4 separate regions of the Mus musculus genome follow, and all the other regions are linked to region 1. A link is a contact called in public HiChIP or PLAC-seq, Micro-C and promoter capture Hi-C data. All regions are on one chromosome and are shown on one strand. Each heading gives the region's core, a stretch centred on a gene start, on an enhancer-like site or on the middle of the called end of the contact. The rest is flanking DNA. Distances are from core to core; before and after follow the strand shown. Region 1 holds the start of Gucy2e (guanylate cyclase 2e). Region 2 overlaps Dnah2 (dynein, axonemal, heavy chain 2). Region 3 holds the start of Sat2 (spermidine/spermine N1-acetyl transferase 2). Region 4 holds the start of Arhgef15 (Rho guanine nucleotide exchange factor (GEF) 15).

Region 1 (2,700 bases), core at 130-2,629:
GCTGGGAGCTGTTGACAAATGCAGCCAGAGCCTCCGGGCCTGGAGACAAAGCGTAGTGAAGCGTGTCGAAGGGCAGGAAAACCAGGGAGCCATCAGTCAGAGCCAGTTCTTCTGCAGCTTCCAGTAGGTAGCGCTGCTCCTCGCCGCCCAGCAGCACCGAGTGCATCACCATGATCACTACTGCGGAGCGGACGGACACAGAGGCTGGCTCGCTACGCTGTCCACTCTCGGCAGGACCCACCCACCTTGCCCGCACTCTACTGGGGAGCTTACCTCTAACTCTAGGCCCATCTCGGATCCTCCCGAGGGCCTCCCGGGCTCCAGACCGGTCTGAAGTCTCCATGGAAGTCACTAGGGCAACTGGCAAACCCCGGGCCCTGAGTGCTGTGGACAGAGCGCGTCCCGCCTCCACCCACAGGTCTTGGGGTGCAGTGATCAGGGCCACGCGCGCCCAGCGGAATGCTCTAAGGAGGACGTAGAGAGCATCTGCAGCGGGGGTCACCGCCGGGGCTGTAGTACCCGCCGCCCGCGTGCCAGGGCAGCCCCAGGGCACCAGCGCTACTCCAGCTTCTTGAGCCAACAGTTCGGCTGGCCGACAGGCTGCGGGGTTCACCGGACCCACCAGGCCAGAGACTCGAGACAGCGCAGAGGACACAGCCCCTAGTGAGCCCGGAGTCAGGCAGGGCTCTGGGAGCAGCGCAACCTCGAACCGGGGGCCGCCGTCTAAAGCAAAGTCACGATTCAGGCGGTTGGCGGCCAGACGCGCAGCCAGGTCTGGTCGGGCCCGTGCAAAGATGGGGTCGCAAGCCCAGGGGCCCAGCACCCCCACTTTGAACACAGCAGAGAGGGCAGAAGGAGATGGGAGCAGTAGCAGTAGCAGGAGTCCCGGTAGCCCAGGCCTTGGCCAGCGCAGGACCCGCGAGAAACTGGACGGAGACTGCCGCGCAGGGACACAGAACCCGGCGCCGGGAAGCCCTCCGGCTGGCAGGAGCCAAGCGCTCATTGCCTTCTTCTGTGAACACAGAGCGAACAAGATAAGAGTTGAGGGCCCTCAGCACTCACTCCCGTAAGGTTCTCCCCTCAAGCCTGTTTCTCAAATTCCGCCCAACCCCCTAGGGTGTCTTGGCTTCCAGGACCCTAGATGGCAGCCCAGCTCATCGCCCCAAGGTCTTTTTGGTTTAGCCTGTTTGTACTTAGATTGTTTATCCTCCCTTCCTCTTCAGCAGTCTTGGGGGTTCAGTGGGGAATACTCCCACGCCTTCATACAGGACCGAAGTTCCTGTGTGGGTCATTCATTACTTACCGGAAAGTCCGGGGCTAGGGCTTGGCTAAGGGGTCACAGGATCGATGCCCCTTCGGTCTCCCCTGGCAGCCCAGCCCAGGGCGGGGGGTGTGGGAACAGCCCGCTGCAGCCCTTAATCCCTCCAAGCCGATTAGGATCTTTTAATCAAGCAGAACAGGGCGGGCTGATGGAGGTTGAGAGTCTCTACAGCTCCTCTGTAGAGTGGGGTCTGCCCTGCTTCTAGACAGCCACAGTTGCTTTAACTAATCATACAGGGAGAGAAAGCGAATCTGGACTGTACCTCACACCGCGCACGAATTCAACGTCAGACTTACATATGAAAATAAAATGTTTATCTTTTTCAGCTGTCTCTTCAAAAAGGGAATCAGATAAGAATCATCTGTGGGGCCGGGCGTGGTGGCGCACGCCTTTAATCCCAGCACTTGGGAGGCAGAGGCAGGCGGATTTCTGAGTTCGAGGCCAGCCTGGTCTACAGAGTGAGTTCCAGGACAGCCAGGGCTACACAGAGAAACCCCGTCTCAGAAAAGAATCATCTGTGGGAAGGAGGAGAGATAAAGGTTCAATGGTTAGGAGCGTTTGCTGCTTTCTTCGGAGGACCCAGGTTCATTTCCCAGCACCCACATGATGGCTCACAATCATCTGTAACTCCAATTCCAGAGGATCCAGTGCTAGCTTCTGAGAGAAAGCACCTGGTGGTGCACTGTCTGTACATACAGACAAAGATAAATAAGATAATAGAGTTAATTTTAAAAATCATCCGTGGACACTAAAGCTAGGGGGAAATTTTGAAGAACATCATAGATGTTAAGTTTTTCACAATTATAAACTGTCACTCCATCTATTGTTCATAGGTTGATAGACAGCAAACATATAATTGCTGCAATTTTAACTGTAAAAAAAATATTTATAGCAGAGTGTAATAGCCTTTGTTCCCAGCACAAGGGAAGCAGAGGCAGGTGGATGGATCTCTATGAGTTCGAAGTCAGCCAAGTATACCTAGAGACTTCCAGGACAGCCAAGGCTACACATAGACCCTGTCTCAAAAAAAAAATTATTTTCTACATATGTATGGGTGCCTGAGTATATGTATGTATGTATGTATGTATGTATGTATGTGTGCACCACATGTGTGCAATGGCCGATGGAGGTCAGAAGAGGCATCAGAATGCTGGAGTTACACACAGTTGTGAGCCACACCTGTGTGCTGAGAGCCAGCCAATAAGTAAGGTCTGGACCTGTTGACTGGTCTCTCCAGGCTTGGGACTGCTGCAGCCACTCCGTACCCCCTTGCTCTGAGGTATTCTATCTACAGGCACAGGACATTCATTTACCCCTTCAGTGGTTAGTTTTGATTAAATTGTTATCTTTCATCTCCTGCATAATTTCTCTCTTCCCTC
Region 2 (2,700 bases), core at 48-2,547, 290 kb after region 1:
CCACCACCCCCGGCTCTTTCAATTTTTATTTTCAAAAAACTCCAACTCGTAGAAAATTTTCAAGAAAAATAAAGTTAACAAAATATCCTTGCCTCCTGGATTCAATGTCAATGCTCCATCTGTCTGTCCCCTCTTTATACCTGAGCCTTTGTGAGCTGCAGGCATCCAGATGCCACACCCTTAATGCTTGGCCTGTATCTTCTAAAATTACTGTAATTATGGTGATAGAAAAATTTATCTAATACAATATATGTCCACATTTAACTTCCTCCAGTTGTCCAAATGATGTCACGTATAGCTGGATCTCTTCCTCCCCATCCATATCCCGCCCAGGGCTATCCATCGTCTTATTTTGTTGTTGCTGCTGTTTCTCTTCTGAAACAGGGTCTCACTATGTAAGCCCTGGTCTAGAATACACTGCTACATAAATTAGGATGGCTTTCAACTCACAGAATCCTTCCACCTCTATCTCCCTAATGCTGAAATTAAAGGTATGTACCACCATGCCTAGCCTCTGTGTGTGTGTGTGTGAGAGAGAGAGAGTGTGTGAGTGTGTGTGTGTGTGTGTGTGTGTGTGTGAATGAGTGAGTGTGTGTGTGTGAGTGTGTGTGAGTGAGTGTGTGTGTGTGAGTGAGTGTGTGTGTGTGAGTGAGTGTGTGAGTGTGTGGTGTTTGAGGTGCATTTTTGTTTGTTTGTTTGTTTGTTTAGGTTTTTTTGGTGGGGTATAGACAGAGTTTCATACTCAGGCTGGCCTGGAACTCCTAATACTCCTTCCTGCCTCTGTTTCCTACAACCTCCTTTCATTTCAACAACTCCTATCCTTTGCTATCCTCTGTGTGTGTGTGTGTGTGTGTGTGTGTGTGTGTGTGTGTGTGTGTCCTCCTGTTTTAGCCTCTCAGGTGACAGGATTACAAGCATGTACCATCATGTCGGGCTTTCTCTTTTACGTTGTACTATCAATCACTCTAAGAATCAAGCCAGATGTTTTTCAAATGTCCCTTAATTTGGATTTATCTAAATGCTTGTTATTAGGTTGAAGCTAAATGTTCTCGGTGGAACGCCATAATGTTCCCCAGAACTGGCATCCTTACATTTCAGTGCTGAAACTAAAATGCACGCTGACATTAACGTGAGAGGCCGTCGGTAAGCAGCAACAGCGCAGCCTTCTCACTCCCAGACGCCGTTCCTTGTGCATCTCAGGAAAATTCTTTGTATGTTCTCTCTAAATCCACACTGTGACGGCTGTCTACTCCTGCAGCTGGGCTGTGCCCATCCCTCGTGTCTATTCGCGTCTCCCTAATTGCATTAATGTGTCCGGCCTTTTCTTTCTCATGAACGGCGGCTGCCTCAGCCTTGCGCTCAGTCGGTGACGGATTTTCAACCACAGCTATTCAGTTCCCCGCCATTTCTCATCTGGTTTTGTAGCACGCTGCCTTATTCGTTCCCTAAGATCCGTGCCCCACCTCCCCCTTTCATCTCCTTCCACCTTTTATCATCTCGTAGAGACTGAATTCATGTTGGTATCGAGTTGCACCGTGGCTGTTGTGAGGAGCCTCCTTCCTTGGGTTAGATCTCCCTCCTGTATACGCGCTTTGTTCTTTTTTTTTTTTTTCTTCCCTTTGTCCTTGGTATAATGTGCCCGCCGTTGCCATGCAATTTCGCCCCATTTTGCTCATGCCTGAGCAGCTTTGTCAATTCACTCTTTTGGCTCTAGCACACTGTGGGCGACTTCTTGATGCCCCACTGGGAGAGGCCAGTTTATTTTGCCTCTTGAAGGTAAAGTGAAAGGATTAGGTATTTTATGTTATTCTCTTTTCTGTAGCCTGAGAGACTTGTGTGAGGAGGGGCACGTGGTTAAGGCTAATTTAAGGCAATAGCAAATCTTTGTTAAATGACAAACCTCTTGGGGGATGTTTGGAATGCTCCAAGGTTTTCCCCCAACCAAGTGCGGGAAGAGAAGGAACTTGGAGCTTCAGCACAGTTTAGGGTTCACACCTGTTTGTGAAATTCACTAGATTTGATTATGCCTTTTCCCTGTGTTCTGTGGATCCTGGGCTGTGAGCTGCCTTCATGTCCCAGGTCTCACTCTTTGCCCCTTTTATCAGATACTAGGTTATGGACTCCCCCACTCCCACCTCTACCCCTGCCCCAGTGAAGAAGGGTTTATTTTGGCTAACGGTGTGACAGGGCACAGAGCATCACAGTGGAGAAAGGCGTGGGCATGGCAGGAGGAGACACTCCTTGGAGTCTAAAATCAGAATGCCGAGAGACATGACTCTTTTTTTCCCTTTCTGTGCTGGGGATTGAGTGCAGGGCCTCCTGAAGGTTCCACTAAGCTACTGTGCGTAGTCATTTTTTAAAGGAAGTTTAAACTAGCCACCCTAACCTGGAGAATACAGTAAAATCTCTCATCTACTGTTGTAGCAAGTTAAATGGATCTGTCTCTCTCTCTCTCTCTCTCTCTCTCTCTCTCTCTCTCTCTCAAGATTTTATTTATTATATGTATGTGAGTACACTGTCGCTGTCTTCAGACACACCAGAAGAGGGCATCAAATCCCACTGCAGATGGTTATGAGCCACCATGTGGTTGCTGGGAATTGAACTCAGGCCCTCTGGAAGAGCAGTCAGTGCTCTTAACCTCTGAGCCATCTTTCCAACCCACTCATATCTATTTTTATACATTCCTTTAATGCTGCTATT
Region 3 (2,700 bases), core at 135-2,634, 390 kb after region 1:
TGGAAGGCCTCTCTCTCTCTTTCTCTCTCTCTCTCTCTCTCTCTCTCTCTCTCTTTCTCAGAGTAACTGAAGAAGAGATTCAACCTAGACTTCTTGCTCCCCGAGAATTCGCATGCACCAGCAAGCACAACTGCACAGACAGCACACTCACTCACTGAAAATAAAATAAGAACTCAAGGCTGAGTGGGCGTGGTGCTCACACCGACAACCCAAACACTTGACACTGGAGAAGTTGTAAGAGATAAGAGGCTGCTTTGAGTTTGAGGAGAGCCTCAGCTGTATCATGAGTTTCAGGCCAGCATGGGTGTTAGAGTGAGACTCTTTGTCTCAAAAAAACAAAAACAAAAACAAAGCAAAAAAAGAGGTGGACACGGTGGCACAAGATTGTAGCCCCAGTTGCTACTGGAGAACAAAGGGGTATTGAGCCCAGAACATCAAAGGTTTGAGGCTAAGTCAGATATAGTGATATACATAATCCCAGCACTGGGGAGGTAGAGGCAGGAAAATCAGTAGTTCTAGATCATCCTTGGCTACACAGCAAATTTGAGCCTAGCCTGGGCTACATATCCAGGAAAATCTTCCACTCCCTGAAAACCCTATCAGGCCTGGCTTGGTGGCGCACGCCTTTAATCCTAGCACTTGGGAGGCAGAGGCAGGTGGATTTCTGAGTTCGAGGCCAGCCTCTCAAAAACAAAAAACAAACAAACAAAAAAACCACAAAACAACAACAACAACAACAAACCCTATCAGATATAAAGGAGAAAAAAGAATAAGGGACCTGCTGTTACTGTTAATTACAGGGATTTGTTAACAGAACCTAATGAGGAAACGTCAAAACACAACTGTCCCTTTGAGGACACCATTATGAGCCACAAAACAGCTATAGGAATCAAGTGTAGGGCTTTTTTCAGCATGTCCTGAGTACTGGATTTAATGCCTAGAACCAAAGAAGGGAAGGAGGAAAAGCTGCCAGAGGCATAGCACAGGGCTTCCACTACCAAAGACAGCTACAGGAACCGGTCGGGGGTCTTGGGCTCCCTCAGGGTCGGGGATGCCCCAGTGATTAGACGGCTAAGAGTGAAAACTAAAGCAGCTAACTGGAGTGTACTCTAACTAAAGCAGGGTAGGGGAGGACTTTTAAGCTTGAGGTATGTACGACACAGACTGGATAGCCAAGGCTACACAGAGAAACCCTGTCTCGAAAAACCAAAATAAATAAATAAAATACAAAATACAAAAAATAAACAAACAAACAGGAAGCTTAAGTAGTCCGGCGCAGAGTCCAGTCACTGGACAGCGAGGCGAGGCGGGACCAGGGGGTGGGGGTGGGGAAATGGTCGTAAGCAGCAAGCTGATTGGCTGCAGGGAGGCCCGGAGGGGGCTCAGAATTTAAGGCCTTTTCTGGCAGAAGAGACCACCAGGCCGGCTAATCCTCCCAGCTGAGACCGGTTGGTGCCAGAATCTTGTCTAGAAGCTTCTAGCATTTCTTCTGCCCCTCGCTCCCAGCACTTTGAGACCTGAGCTTTGAGACCAGACCTCCGCGGTTCTGCAAACGTGGGAGTTGTCTGTGATCTTTGATTTTTGACAGTGAGGCTCGGAATGGCTTCCACGCGAATCCGAGAGGCCAGGGAGAGCGATTGTGGAGACATTATGAGGATGATCCGGGTAAAGACTGCGGTTTGGAAAAACAGTGCGGGGTGGGGGTGGGGGGCTGGGAGCAGTTTGGCTGGAGTTGGGGAGTCAGAAATGAGGGTGCACCTTTGGACCCTGTTCTCAGAGATCAGGACCTTCCTGCCTTAATGTTGTTTTGGTACCCCTGTTATAGGAACTGGCAGAGTTCGAGAAACTGTCCCATCAGGTGAAGATCAGTGAAGAAGGTGGGTGAGGCTGTGCACCTGGGTCCTGATTGAGATGGGGGGCGGGTGATGGGGTGGAAGGATGGAGTCCTAAGATCGTAACTACTGGACTGGGCTTTACTCCAAGTTCCGGTTTTTCCCGGCCCATCTCTGCCTTTTTTGTCATACCTCCAATCTTTATAGCTCTGCGAGCAGATGGCTTTGGAGAGAACCCTTTCTTTCACTGTTTGGTGGCAGAGATTATCCCAGCACCTGGGGAGTCACAAGGTAAGGAAGCCTGCAGTTATCCTCCGTGTTTTTCCTCCCAAAAGCCTCACTCTTCTCTCTCATTTTCAGGGTCCCTTGTGGTGGGCTATGGGCTGTACTACTTCATCTATAGCACATGGACCGGACGAAACGTTTATCTGGAAGACATCTATGTGATGCCGCAATATCGGGGTACTGGCTGGGGCTAAGGATGGACAGAATGCCCACAGACCCAATGAACAGTCCTCAGACCTATCCCATTACCCCAACCTCAGATTATAGTTTCCTTTGATACCCTTTCAACTCAAATAATAGTCCTTCCTGTCCCTTTCTCCACTATAGGTCAAGGGATTGGTACCAAAATAATCAAAAAGGTGGCTGAGGTGAGCAAAGGGGTGGGGCTTACAAACTAGTTACCGCCCCCAAACGAAAGCCAGCCAGTCAGCCAAACCATCAATCAATCAATCAATCAATCAGTCACGTAAGTGGGAGTGTCGAGGTTGAATGAGGGGGATGAGAAAGATTTTTCTTTTTATTGTTTGTTGTTCAAGACAGGGTTTCTCTGTGTAGTCCTGATTGTCCTAGAACTTGCTCTGTA
Region 4 (2,700 bases), core at 201-2,700, 280 kb before region 1:
GGGGGGGGGGGGGAGGTAGGGACAGGCCGTTGGGGAGGATGGGGAGGCAGGGGTAGCAAGATTCAATGAGGAGAAATCACCTTGCTGGTGTAGTTGCTGTGTGTAGGAGTTTATGTAAGCGGGTGTGCGCTGTTAACCAGGGCTGGATGAGTGAGAGTTGAGTGTGCCCTGGGAAGCTGTGTTGTGGAAGAGTGGAGTCAGTCGTGGCTGGTCACAGACACATCAAGAAATATGTGGTTCGAGCACTGTGTGTGTGTGTGTGTGGTGTGTGCGGTGTGTGTGTGAGAGAGTGTGTGTGGTGTGTGTGGTGTGTATGTGTGTGAGAGAGAGAGAGTGTGTGTGGTGTGTATGTGTGTGTGAGAGAGAGTGTGTGTGTGGTGTGTATGTGTGAGTGTGTGTGTGTGGTGTGTATGTGTGTGTGTTTGTGTGGTGTGTGGTGTGTGTGAGTGTGTGGTGTATGTGTGAGTGTGTGTGTGACAGTGTTGTGTGGTGTGTATGTGTGAGTGTGTGTATATGTGAGTGTGTGTGTTTGTGTGTGTGCGTGTGGTGTATGTGTGAGTGTGTGTGTGAGAGTGTGTGGTGTGTATGTGTGTGTGAGTGTGTGGTGTGAGTGTGTGTGTGGTATGTATGTGTGTGTGAGTATATGTGTGTGTGAGTGTGTATTGTGAGTGTGTGTATGTGTGAGTGTGTGTGTGAGTGAGTGAGTGTGTGTGTGTGTGTGTGTGTGTGTGTGTGTGTGTGGTGCAGGAGCTGAGGGATGCATCACTGTTTCCCTACTCTGGCTGCCTCTCCTCCCCCCTCCCATTTCCCAGTTCCTCTCTCCGGACTCTCCCTTTCCGGATTATTTTTAGTCTCCTTTTCCTGCCCTGAAGATTCCTGGAGCCTCTGACCCCAGGAGACCAGGAGGCCCCAGCCTGGTCTCTTCTGCTTCCCATCCTCTTATTCCTGCCACACCTGGGTCTGGTCATAGAAAGAGGCTCCAGTTTGACTCTGGGTCCTGTCTAATGCCAGGGAGGTGGCTACAAGTTCAGGCTGAGGCACAGAACCAGCAGCCCAGGGACGGTGGGACCTGTGCTACTCTACCTCTTGAGGATCAGGAGGATGGGGAGAAGAGCTGGGACACAAGAGAGCCTCTAAATTCCCTATGGCAGTCAGAAATCATAGCCTTCCAGTCCCAGGTTAAGTTGAGAAAAGATGGCTATCAGGAACCCCTTAGATTGCAGCTCACTCAGTGGCCCCTGCATGGTGCCAATAAACCAACCAGTCAGTGTGGTTACCCAAGCTTGGCCTCCTGTTCCCCAGTCTCTGCACCTTCAGGGAACCCACCCTTCCCCATACCGGGTACCGCATGTTACTTCCTTACCCACTCCAGAATGAGCCCAGAGAGTCGGGGGACCCCAAGCACTTACCCTCCAGTTCCCTCCACTCCCAGTCACCTCCGAGAGCTGAGTGAGTAGGGGCAGGAAACAGGAATCCGATCCTCCTCCCAACCGGACACCACCACCCCCAGCCACACCAGGCTCCACATGCGCACACCGGGCCTAGAGGATGTGAGGAATCCGGCATCCAAGATGTTGGAGGTTAGAGAAGACTGGCACGCAGGTATGCAGAGGAGGCTAGTTTCCGATGCACCCTCACCTGTACTGCTGCGTGGCGGGAGGGGTGTGTGTGTGTGACGGTGCGGGTGTGTGTGTGGGAGGGTGTTCAAATGAGGGTGGGCAGCCCTGGGCAAGCTGGGCTGGCAGAACGGCATGACCATCTTCATGCCTCCCTCTTAGCTAAGGGATGTCTGGCTTGCACAACTGTCTACGTCCCCATCTTCCAACCTTGGTGTGAGCCAACCACACTTTGCACTGAGGGATCCTCTCTTCTCCACCCTCCCCCACATCTGCAGAGGCCCCACCCCACCCCACCAGGAATTTACCTCTATGGTTTGAGGTCGTTTTTTTGTTTTCAGCAAATCTTTCCCCTGTCCCTTCGGAGCACCAAATGCCGCCCAAACTCTCCAGATAACTGTTCCTGCGTCTCTGAGGCGGGAACTGAAGGCCCAGATTTCCATCTCCGCAGAGGAAGCCAGTGCCTTGGCCCCACCCAGCCATTGTGTCAGACCAGGGTTGTGAGTGTTGAGGGTGGTGGGGAAGGGGATCCCCTGGATCTGTAGAGTGACTTGCTGCTCACTATTCTGTGTTCCCAGTTCCTCGGGAGGCCCCAGCTCTCAGTGTTGCACTGGGAAGCTCCCACAGCGAATGTCCTGGAAGTCAATGCTGGGGGAGAAAGGAGGGAGGGAGACTGGTGGGGGTTGCAGGGGCAAGTTCCTGTCAGATGTTACTCCGTGGGCACACATCAAGACACTGGGAAGAAAAATCAGGTAAGCTTGTATTGAAAGATGGTTTAAACCCCTTCTTGCAGAAAGCCAAAAAACCTAGTCTTTCTAAGGGACCACACAATCTGCCCTATTTCCCAGCTTCTCCCTTCAGGCCTATTCCTACCTTAGGATTTTTGGAGTTCTCCTAATGCCTGAAAATCTTCCCAGAAATCTCCCTGAAGCATTTCTTCATGTTCTCTGGGCAGCTGGAAGGAACCCTCTCAAAGAGGTCTGTTCTGGCTACTCTAAAATTTCAATCCACTGGGCTACCTGGTCAGGTCTTGTCTCAAAAAAAAAAAAAAAAAAAAAAAAAAAAAGAAAGAAAGAAAGAAGAA

What was found. Promoter capture Hi-C pulls out the DNA fragments that hold promoters and counts their contacts. Hi-C and Micro-C count contacts between places; a contact is called where the count stands out from the background. HiChIP or PLAC-seq counts read pairs in DNA pulled down with a chosen protein or histone mark.
Region 2: a contact with region 1 is called in an H3K4me3 HiChIP or PLAC-seq map of forebrain, with 5 times the contacts expected there. The contact joins the enhancer-like site here to the promoter of Gucy2e in region 1. A contact is called at or near these places in 25 of 39 promoter capture datasets (the 3T3-L1 cell line, 3T3-L1-derived adipocytes, the C10 cell line and 16 more), 1 of 15 datasets of contacts at CTCF or cohesin (the NIH/3T3 cell line), 1 of 484 Hi-C or Micro-C datasets (bone marrow-derived macrophages), 14 of 115 datasets of contacts at active chromatin or transcription factors (bone marrow-derived macrophages, craniofacial prominence, embryonic basal ganglia and 7 more) and 2 of 9 other capture datasets (adipose tissue and liver).
Region 3: a promoter capture Hi-C map of liver shows a contact between it and region 1, with 2.9 times the contacts expected there. The contact joins the promoter of Sat2 here to the promoter of Gucy2e in region 1. A contact is called at or near these places in 19 of 39 promoter capture datasets (the 3T3-L1 cell line, 3T3-L1-derived adipocytes, the C10 cell line and 13 more), 2 of 115 datasets of contacts at active chromatin or transcription factors (astrocytes and large pre-B cells) and 2 of 9 other capture datasets (adipose tissue and pancreatic islet).
Region 4: a Micro-C map of embryonic stem cells shows a contact between it and region 1, with 1.8 times the contacts expected there. The contact joins the promoter of Arhgef15 here to the promoter of Gucy2e in region 1. A contact is called at or near these places in 5 of 39 promoter capture datasets (hematopoietic stem and progenitor cells, liver, neutrophils and 1 more), 3 of 484 Hi-C or Micro-C datasets (embryonic stem cells, liver and pre-B cells) and 2 of 115 datasets of contacts at active chromatin or transcription factors (bone marrow-derived macrophages and pancreatic cancer cells).

What each region holds. Positions count from the first base shown.
Region 1 is chr11:69,235,643-69,238,342 of GRCm38.p6, forward strand. Gucy2e (guanylate cyclase 2e) reads right to left here and starts at 1,380. Exons shown (of 19, transcript NM_008192.3): 1 at 1,304-1,380; 2 at 274-1,012; 3 at 1-180. The coding sequence starts at 1,003.
Region 2 is chr11:69,525,969-69,528,668 of GRCm38.p6, forward strand. All of the region lies in intron 4 of Dnah2 (dynein, axonemal, heavy chain 2), which reads right to left. Among named protein-coding and RNA genes, the nearest start is that of Dnah2, 22 kb to the right of the region's middle. Within about 2 kb of position 1,298, at least 80 of the 459 cell types and tissues checked have an H3K27ac peak or open chromatin away from gene starts, as enhancers often do. A contact at or near this core is called in craniofacial prominence, embryonic basal ganglia, embryonic forebrain and 3 more, where this site is marked.
Region 3 is chr11:69,620,668-69,623,367 of GRCm38.p6, forward strand. Sat2 (spermidine/spermine N1-acetyl transferase 2) reads left to right here and starts at 1,385. Exons shown (of 6, transcript NM_026991.3): 1 at 1,385-1,665; 2 at 1,826-1,877; 3 at 2,040-2,123; 4 at 2,193-2,294; 5 at 2,445-2,485. The coding sequence starts at 1,600.
Region 4 is chr11:68,955,437-68,958,136 of GRCm38.p6, forward strand. Arhgef15 (Rho guanine nucleotide exchange factor (GEF) 15) reads right to left here and starts at 1,451. Exons shown (of 16, transcript NM_177566.4): 1 at 1,410-1,451. Gm32273 (predicted gene, 32273) reads left to right here and starts at 1,551. Exons shown (of 3, transcript NR_168013.1): 1 at 1,551-1,602; 2 at 1,958-2,368.